Regions from separate parts of the Zea mays genome. Here all the other regions are linked to region 3. Evidence: chromatin contacts called from public Hi-C data. All regions are on one chromosome and are shown on one strand. The core of a region is the stretch at or near the end of the contact, and the rest is flanking DNA. Distances in the headings are between cores, read along the strand shown.

Evidence for each region. Hi-C and Micro-C count contacts between places; a contact is called where the count stands out from the background.
Region 1: a Hi-C map of leaf shows a contact between it and region 3, with 3 times the contacts expected there. The contact joins the promoter of LOC542159 here to the promoter of LOC103650575 in region 3. A contact is called at or near these places in 11 of 25 Hi-C or Micro-C datasets (bundle sheath, ear, endosperm and 5 more) and 1 of 3 datasets of contacts at active chromatin or transcription factors (leaf).
Region 2: a Hi-C map of bundle sheath shows a contact between it and region 3, with 2.7 times the contacts expected there. The contact joins the promoter of eIF4E1 here to the promoter of LOC103650575 in region 3. A contact is called at or near these places in 4 of 25 Hi-C or Micro-C datasets (bundle sheath, ear, endosperm and 1 more).

Annotation. Positions count from the first base shown.
Region 1 is chr3:133,968,048-133,970,747 of Zm-B73-REFERENCE-NAM-5.0, reverse strand. LOC542159 (bifunctional polymyxin resistance arnA protein) reads left to right here and starts at 1,296. Exons shown (of 9, transcript NM_001111781.2): 1 at 1,296-1,758; 2 at 1,906-1,998; 3 at 2,082-2,189. The coding sequence starts at 1,471.
Region 2 is chr3:134,030,457-134,033,156 of Zm-B73-REFERENCE-NAM-5.0, reverse strand. eIF4E1 (eucaryotic initiation factor 6) reads right to left here and starts at 1,307. Exons shown (of 5, transcript NM_001174185.1): 1 at 950-1,307. The coding sequence starts at 1,197. LOC109945285 (a long non-coding RNA gene) reads right to left here. Exons shown (of 2, transcript XR_002268413.2): 2 at 2,472-2,649.
Region 3 is chr3:133,836,991-133,839,690 of Zm-B73-REFERENCE-NAM-5.0, reverse strand. It overlaps LOC103650575 (histone H3.2), which reads left to right and starts at 1,277. Exons shown (of 1, transcript XM_020550309.2): 1 at 1,277-2,443. The coding sequence starts at 1,400. The coding sequence ends at 2,137.

The DNA of each region.
Region 1 (2,700 bases), core at 47-2,546, 130 kb before region 3:
CCTCTTTATAGTACGGCTAAAAGAGAATAAAAGACCTAACTAAATCGCGAGTGTCCACATCTCCTTGACACTCGGACTCCGTAGACCTTCACCTTTTGTTCCGTTGTTTTAGCCGTCGCTTCGAGTTCTTATCTCCGGGATTGCTTTCACATTGTAGTGCTTTTACCTGTCATGCGACCTAACTTACCATTTGTCTCTGCAAAACACACGTTAGTCACATATAATATTACGTTGTCATTAATCACTAAAACCAACCAGGGGCCTAGATGCTTTCACTAGACGTATGGCTGCTTCGATGGTTGCTGCTTCAAGACTAGGAGTGTATGGCTAGGAAGACGTCTTGCATGTGAATAGAATTAAAAATCCCTAGAATCTCTACCTTGCCTTGTGTGTGTATGCATAGACGGTAGTGGATCCACATTAGCCAGAAAACCACCGTATATGGAATAAACTGCCATAAACTTCTTCGCTGTCATTTACTCTCTAATCATATGCAGAGCAAGGGCACAGTGTCCATATTAGCTAGAAAACCACTGCACGCCTTGTTTCATGGGAAAAATTGAGAATCTTAGACGCCTTGGAAGGAGGGAGTATTGTGTTTTAACAGTATCTTATACTTGGAGTACCGTGCAACCCTAAACCAAACACCCCCTATAGTAGTTCTCTAAGAGACTACCTAAATCATTAATTTAGGTAGTTAACTTAAAAACTCCTATCTAGCAGCTCTCTAAATGAACTTCCTAAATTTATTCACTTCTAATCTAATCTCATTTCCTTCCTACATTTGGCAACCATTTACCAACTCCCAAAACATAAAAACTGGTGCATTTTTTTTATTTCAACGACTTTTCCTATTCTGCAGTTAATATAGATTAACATAGCCAATGCGTCGGCAGTGGAAGATGCATAATTGCAATAGCTAGTAAGCTAGAGATTAAATAATTGATAATACAACAATTATACATGCATAAGTCAGGAACAACTGAATAAATAATTGTAACAACAAAATCGAAAGGCTGGGAAGGCCACAATTTTGAGATCGAGTTGAGGAAGGGAGACGAAAATAAAAAGAAAAATTGACTTGTCCAGCAAAAACTAGTGACATGATAAGTTTTAATATATTTAGAAAATAATATATAGATAATTATTGGAGAAGATGATTTTTTTTGCTTTCTATATCATTTAAAGATTTGCTAAATCTAGAATTTAGGTAGTGAAATTATACATCACTATTTGAGCTGCTCTTGATTCTTGAAACGGAGTCTATCGAATTTTTACACCCTCACTCCGTCCCACCGTAAATAGGCAGACACATCAGAAGAGAGAGGGAGCACCCTTCCGAAGCCACGCCACCGACATCGCCTCGTGACCCGACGCACTGCGCCAGGGACCCAGCCAGCTAGCTACATCCACTGATCCACGCGCATTCCCCGTACCACCGCCACCGCGCCGCGTCACGGAAGGAGGAGGATGTCGTCGTCTCCCTCGCCGGCGGCCACCCGCCTGGATCTGGATGGCAACCCCATCGCTCCCCTCACCATCTGCATGATCGGCGCCGGCGGCTTCATCGGCTCCCACCTCTGCGAGAAGCTAATGGCCGAGACGCACCACACCGTCCTCGCTGTTGACGTCTACTGCGACAAGATCCGCCACCTTGTCGACCCCGCGCCGCCGCACCTCGCCGGGCGCATCTCATTCCACCGCCTTAACATAAAAAACGACTCCAGGCTAGAGGGGCTCATCAAGATGGCCGATCTGGTCAGTTAGTGCCTATTCTTCCACCTATCTTCCTTTTTTCTTTCTCGATTGCTTACTACTACTTGGAATGCATTTCGAATTGACTCACGGATTTCCTCATCCTCTCCTGCCATGCTGCTGCTGCTTGGATCTGATCTGCGCGCCAAGACCATAAACCTGGCCGCGATCTGCACGCCGGCCGACTACAACACTCGCCCACTTGACACCATCTACAGCAACTTCATCGACGCACTCCCAGTGGTACGATTACCTACTATCAGCATCATCACACAAACACAAGACAGAACATGTCAATGTCACTCATCACTCACTCTCCTGTCCAGGTCAAGTACTGCTCCGAGAACAGCAAGCGTCTCATCCACTTCTCCACCTGCGAGGTCTACGGCAAGACCATCGGCAGCTTCCTCCCCAAAGACCACCCGCTCCGCAAGGTGCCTAATTGTTTTCTTTTTGCTGGCTCGCCCAATAAATAAAACGATTCGAGATCTGCTGCAGGTTTGATAAATTATCCTGTCCTCGTAGCACGTACGGTGTTGTATCAAGGTTGGGCTGGATTTTGGTGTTTGGTGGGGATAGATTTTCTAGTTGAGGCTTGTCTCGTTGTCGGTGGCCGCTGGGACATGCTCTCTTGTATTTCCATGCTCAATTCTTGTTGTGATGATTGTGCTAGGATGCATTGACTTTTCAGGAACAGAATAGAATACTCTTACTTTGTATGGTTTGACTGCATAGCTCTGGTCTTTCCTGTTGCTATTCCCTATATCTCTGTAGTTGGTTGTCCAATACCATTTTTCTCACTTCATGCCTTTTGGAAATATGTATTGTTTAAAGCTTCAACCCATGTCATGCTTGCGTGCTTGCTATTAGTCTGTTATTGATCCCCATTCTCTTGCAAGAGATTTGGAAAGCGTGCCATTATCAGGACCTGTCTTTCTCCAATTG
Region 2 (2,700 bases), core at 58-2,557, 190 kb before region 3:
GTAGTGTTTTAATTTTTAGGACACTATTTCGAGACACCTTATTGAAGAAGCTCTTTGACACATCTTAAGGCATGGTGCATTAATATGCAGGGTACATGCCCTAAATGAAACCTCCAAAGAGTTCACAAATCTATGTAGAATAAAAGGTTTTGTGTGACGTTGGAGGCTCAATTTATTATTTACTCGAGTAAAGTGCACTTCCGGTCCTTAAATCTGTCTGGCTGTGTCAATCTGATCCATAAACTTTTAAAGTATGTCTTTTAAGGGCTTAATCTCTGTTCGATTACATCCTAACGGGCTGTCGTGGCTTATATGTCAGTCGTTGTGGTCTGTTAGACCCCCACCCCATCCACCCTTCTCTCTTCTTCCTCAACGACTGCATGTGGGCCACAGCAACCTGTTAGGACTTAATAGAGACTCAAACAGAGATTGAGCTCTTAAGAGACATACTTTAAAATTTGATGTACAGAATTGACACAGCAGAAAAGTTTAAGGATCAGAAGTGAACTTTACTCTTATTTACTCCACGGTCCCAAATTGTAAGGAGTTCTAACCTTTTACTGATCCAAATATTATATATCATGTATGTGGTTTGAATATGTGTCTAGATTCATTAACATGGATATGGATGTAGACGGGAAAAAGAGAGCCAAAACCCCTTACATTTTGGACGGAAGGAGTACTCAATCAAAAGGCAACAGTAGCAGCTAGGATATGTCAAGAGTTTCGGCTCGGATCCGTGAACTGAAGGGTGACAGGTTGGGCTCATATATAGATTTACGTAACATCTAAGTGGCTAGCACTAGTCACCGAATTAATTTACCAATTACATGAGCATGCGGCGGCCCTCGGTCGGAGGATTTGTAACGGAAAAGAGAAACAGTGGGATGCGATCAGGGGAAGAGGATAGAAGGACGAGGGAGGGCGAATCTGAAGAGAATGAACGCACCCCCAGAATTCCTCGACGGTGGAGAAGGTGTGTATGGGGCGGATGGAGCTCCCCCAGGCGGCCTGCTTGGACTTGCTCTGCGGGTTGTCGAACCAGAAGGTCCAGGAGTGCTCGAGCGGGTGCGTGGCGGGCGGGGAAGGAGCGCAGGCGAGGTCGGTGATCTCGCCCTCCTCCCTGTCGTCGTCCTCGGGCGCGGGGCGGCCTCGGGAGCCCGCGGAGGCAGGCCTGGTGTCGGTCTCCTCGGCCATGGCGTGGCGGCTGTGGTGAGAGAGGCTTTTCTTTACGCCGGGCGGACGGAGACGGAGACGGAGACGGAGAACGCGGGGCCGCCGCCTCGCTTGTCTAGGTTTCCTTTCCCTTTGATCCCTTCAGTTCTCCTCCTCTCTTCTCATAGAAATGGGCCAGGCCAGGCCAGGCCCATGGTAGGTGGTTGGGATAGACCAGCTTCTCGTCAAATTCATTATAACACTGTCCGAATTGTAGATTTATGAAAAAAAATATTCAAAGGATTAGATTCACTGTCAAAAAACTGGAATCTCAACAAAATAGGTACAACAGCAGAATAGATTCTTAAAAATCTATAAATTCCTCTAGTCTAATTTAGAATCACCCCTTACCTTAGACTTTCCATATTTCTATTATTCGTATTACAAGCTATCATGCTCTTATAGAATTATATTTTAGCTTTTCCAAAACGACCAGCTCGCGGCAGTTTTCTCATAGCTCAAAGCAAGGTTTAAAATAGCGGGCTATGCAAACTAGCGGCAACATTTTTTTAGGCTACGAGGCTATAGCGCAGGTATAGCGTAGCTATAGCAAATAGTGGATTTGTAAAAAATAACACAGACATAGTCAATAAGACTGACAATAACACAGTCAAAGTTGGAGTTGTACAACCATCCAACAATTGTAGCATATGCAGCAATGCAGCATTCAATCAATAGTTGACATTGTGACACCTTAGCAAACACCAAACAGCGAGCAGCTGTAGACTGGAAAGCAGCTTAATAAAGCGGTAAAGCCTTAAACAAACAACACAGAGGCCAAAAGAGTTTAGCAGCAAACAATTCAATAGTTCCAACTTTTAAAATACTACTTACTACAATAGCAAACAAGTAGTTCATCAGTTCACCAAGGTAGCATTGTAGCAAGTTAGCTACATAATACCATGATCCAGACATCCATTACATAACAAAATTATTATTAGTGCAATAGTGTAAGTGAACTACTACTAGTGCATTCTATTCATCAAACACGGAGTTATCCGAATCAGAAGAATGAGAACTTGAGGACTCTTGATCCATGTCAACATGTGCATCATCTTCTTCTGAATCAGAGGATGAAGCAAGCTTAGGTTCATCATCATTGCATTCATTAATATCAATGAGCTTCCTTGTCCTTGTCTTTCTTCTAGGCTGAATTTCTCTCTTCCTTTTTCCCGTTTCTATTGTTGTCCTTGATGACTGACCTTGTGCATTTGTAGCTTCAACAAATTCAGTGTTTTGTGCTTGTTCTTGTTCAATTGATGCAACTCTAGTGATCCACTCATTGCCACTATCTTCTAGGATATCAGGAACCTGCTTCTCAATTGGGTCTCTTGATTTGTTCTCTTTTTTTTGCTTCAACTTTGAGTTAAATTTGACGAACACAAGGTCCCTCATCCTATCATGGAGAAGTATGCTCCTTATCTTTGAGTCAACCTATAAAGATTTATAGAAACCATGACCATTTTAGATAAGTACATAAGAGAC
Region 3 (2,700 bases), core at 28-2,527:
AACTGTTTCTTTCCACAGGACCTTCGGCGACGAAGCATGGTCCCAACAGCTACATATAAAATAGAACAGATGAATATATGAAACATATATAATCTGCAGAACGTAAAACAGTAAGGAAAATAAACTGGTCATACCCTCCCATGCGCTCTGGTGATCCAGATCTCAATCCCCCGTGCAAGGTCTCGAACGGCAAGGGCTTCGGAGGCACCTGCCCTCTCTTTGCTCTGTGCGCGTAGAGTCACGAGATGAGAAATATATGATCCAGGTACGTTCCAACTTCTTTCATCCAAACAGGTCTAGCCGCTCTAGTTTTTAAAAAATTGAAACTAAAGACCAATTTCATAAAATTTTTGAAACTCCTCATAGGGTGCTTAAAAAACACAACTTTCATACCTTTCATGAAGTTGCATGAAAATTATCAATCATGTCAGTGGTTACATAACATATGACTTTAGTTTTCTCTCGCAAAACAAAAGTTCGTCCCCGTTTCAATTTTATTCTTTCCTGCGGCGGCGTTGGAATAGACATGTAACAAGAAAGCACCGTCTCGTATGGGGAGGGCTAGTTTGGGAGACGAGAAATGGAGAGAATTGAAAGGACCAAAATATTTTGCTATTTTTTTTGAATGTCACCGGGGGATAGGATCCCCACCTGAATTGCATTACTTTTTGTGGCCAAAACGCCTTTGTTAGTACATAGGGGGGGTTAGGTTACATCGATGTGGTTACGCTATGTTACATACAAAGCACGACACCAGGCAGCCACGATCTGGTAGTCCTCATGTCGTAGCCTGGATCTCCATAATTCAGCTTCAGAGCGGCACAACAGCATGGTTGTTGCAAGTGGTGATCTTTCCCCGCGGAACACCACAACATTTCTCCGTTTCCTAAGCTGCCAAAATATTTTGCTATTAAGATAATAAAAAAGATGTTAGAGCATCTCCAAGAGATTCTTTATTTTTTACTCTCTATTTGACTCTTTATTTGTCTCTCCATAAAGATTAAACTGTATATATAACATCACATTCCAACAGACTCTTCAACATACAAATTAACTTGGCTAGCGAGAGTTGCTGGCCAAATTTGGCTAGTGAAGGAATCAATTTAGAGAGCCGGATAGCTTGGCATGTTAAATGGCTAGTCTGTTGGAGAACTATTTTACTGTTAAGTAGCAAAAATTTACCTTGACAAGCTATTTAGCTAGTCTCTTGGAGATGCTCTTAGCCCTCTAATTTTCTCTCTACCCCCTTCTTCCAAACTAGCCATAAAAAGTTGATTTCCGCACCGCAAGTGCAATGCCGTTCCATCTTCCATGGAGGGAAAGGAATGTCCCGTAGCGCCAAACAAACTATGATGCGGCAGTACTGTATGTGTGACTATTGGCCTCAGGTGGCTGCCAGATGGCGCTCCGCCAATGGCCGCGCTCACCACCCACGGATCGGTATCCGCGTGACCCCTCTAAAACCAATCTCCACCCTTCGTTCAAACGCAATCGAACGGCGCGCATCCCACCCTCCCTTCTCCTCCCTCCTCCCGCGCACGGCCAAATTCCCAACCCTCCGCGCGCGCAGCACCAAATCCACCCGCCGCCTCCTACTTTAACCCCTTCCCGCCTGCCCGCAACTCCTCACCGGCCACCGCGAAGCCAGAGCCCCACGCCCCGTCCGAACTCCGAACCCCAGAACAGAGCAAAGCCTCCTCGGCCTCCCTGTCCCCAGCCTTCCCCGATGGCCCGCACGAAGCAGACGGCGCGCAAGTCGACGGGCGGCAAGGCGCCGCGGAAGCAGCTGGCGACGAAGGCGGCGCGCAAGTCGGCGCCGGCGACGGGCGGCGTGAAGAAGCCGCACCGCTTCCGCCCGGGCACCGTCGCGCTGCGCGAGATCCGCAAGTACCAGAAGAGCACGGAGTTGCTGATCCGCAAGCTCCCGTTCCAGCGTCTGGTCCGCGAGATCGCGCAGGACTTCAAGACGGACCTCCGGTTCCAGTCCTCCGCCGTCGCCGCGCTGCAGGAGGCCGCCGAGGCCTACCTGGTGGGCCTCTTCGAGGACACCAACCTCTGTGCCATCCACGCCAAGCGCGTCACCATCATGCCCAAGGACATCCAGCTCGCGCGCCGCATCCGCGGCGAGCGCGCCTAGGCGGTTCGGTTGCGGCGCCTGCTCGCTACTGATGGAGGTGCTTAGTTTAGCACGTCATGGTTGTGTTATAGGTGTGCGTTGTTGTTTTCAAGAGGTAGCTTCTTGCTATGTGCTGATGTTAACGGAGGATTATGATTAGCAGTTCTGAAAAAAATGTAATGGATGTGATCTGCTCTATCTACATGTTTTCTGTCTTTGTCCTGGAATCCCATGGTGTTTAGCATTGATTTCACATGTCTTGTTTTTCTCTGAATCCTGCTTGTAATGACATCGACATCTGTTACACGATCTGCTTCAATTTGTTTTTGCTTGGTTTCTCAGCAAGTCATATTTTTAACTTTTTAGGTACATACTGTTCACTTAATTACTACTACCAGTAACAATTATAAGACTTGCTCCTTGAAGACAGGCATTTGCTCGCCGGACGCTGCAGGCAAAGGTTTAGCACGCGGAGTACCTTATCAGACAGTAATGGCGACAAGCTGGGCCCGGAGGAGTTGCTGTCGCCAGAAGCAGAAAGAGGCGAGGAGAGGGACGTCGGTGTAGGCGATAAGGGCGGGTGG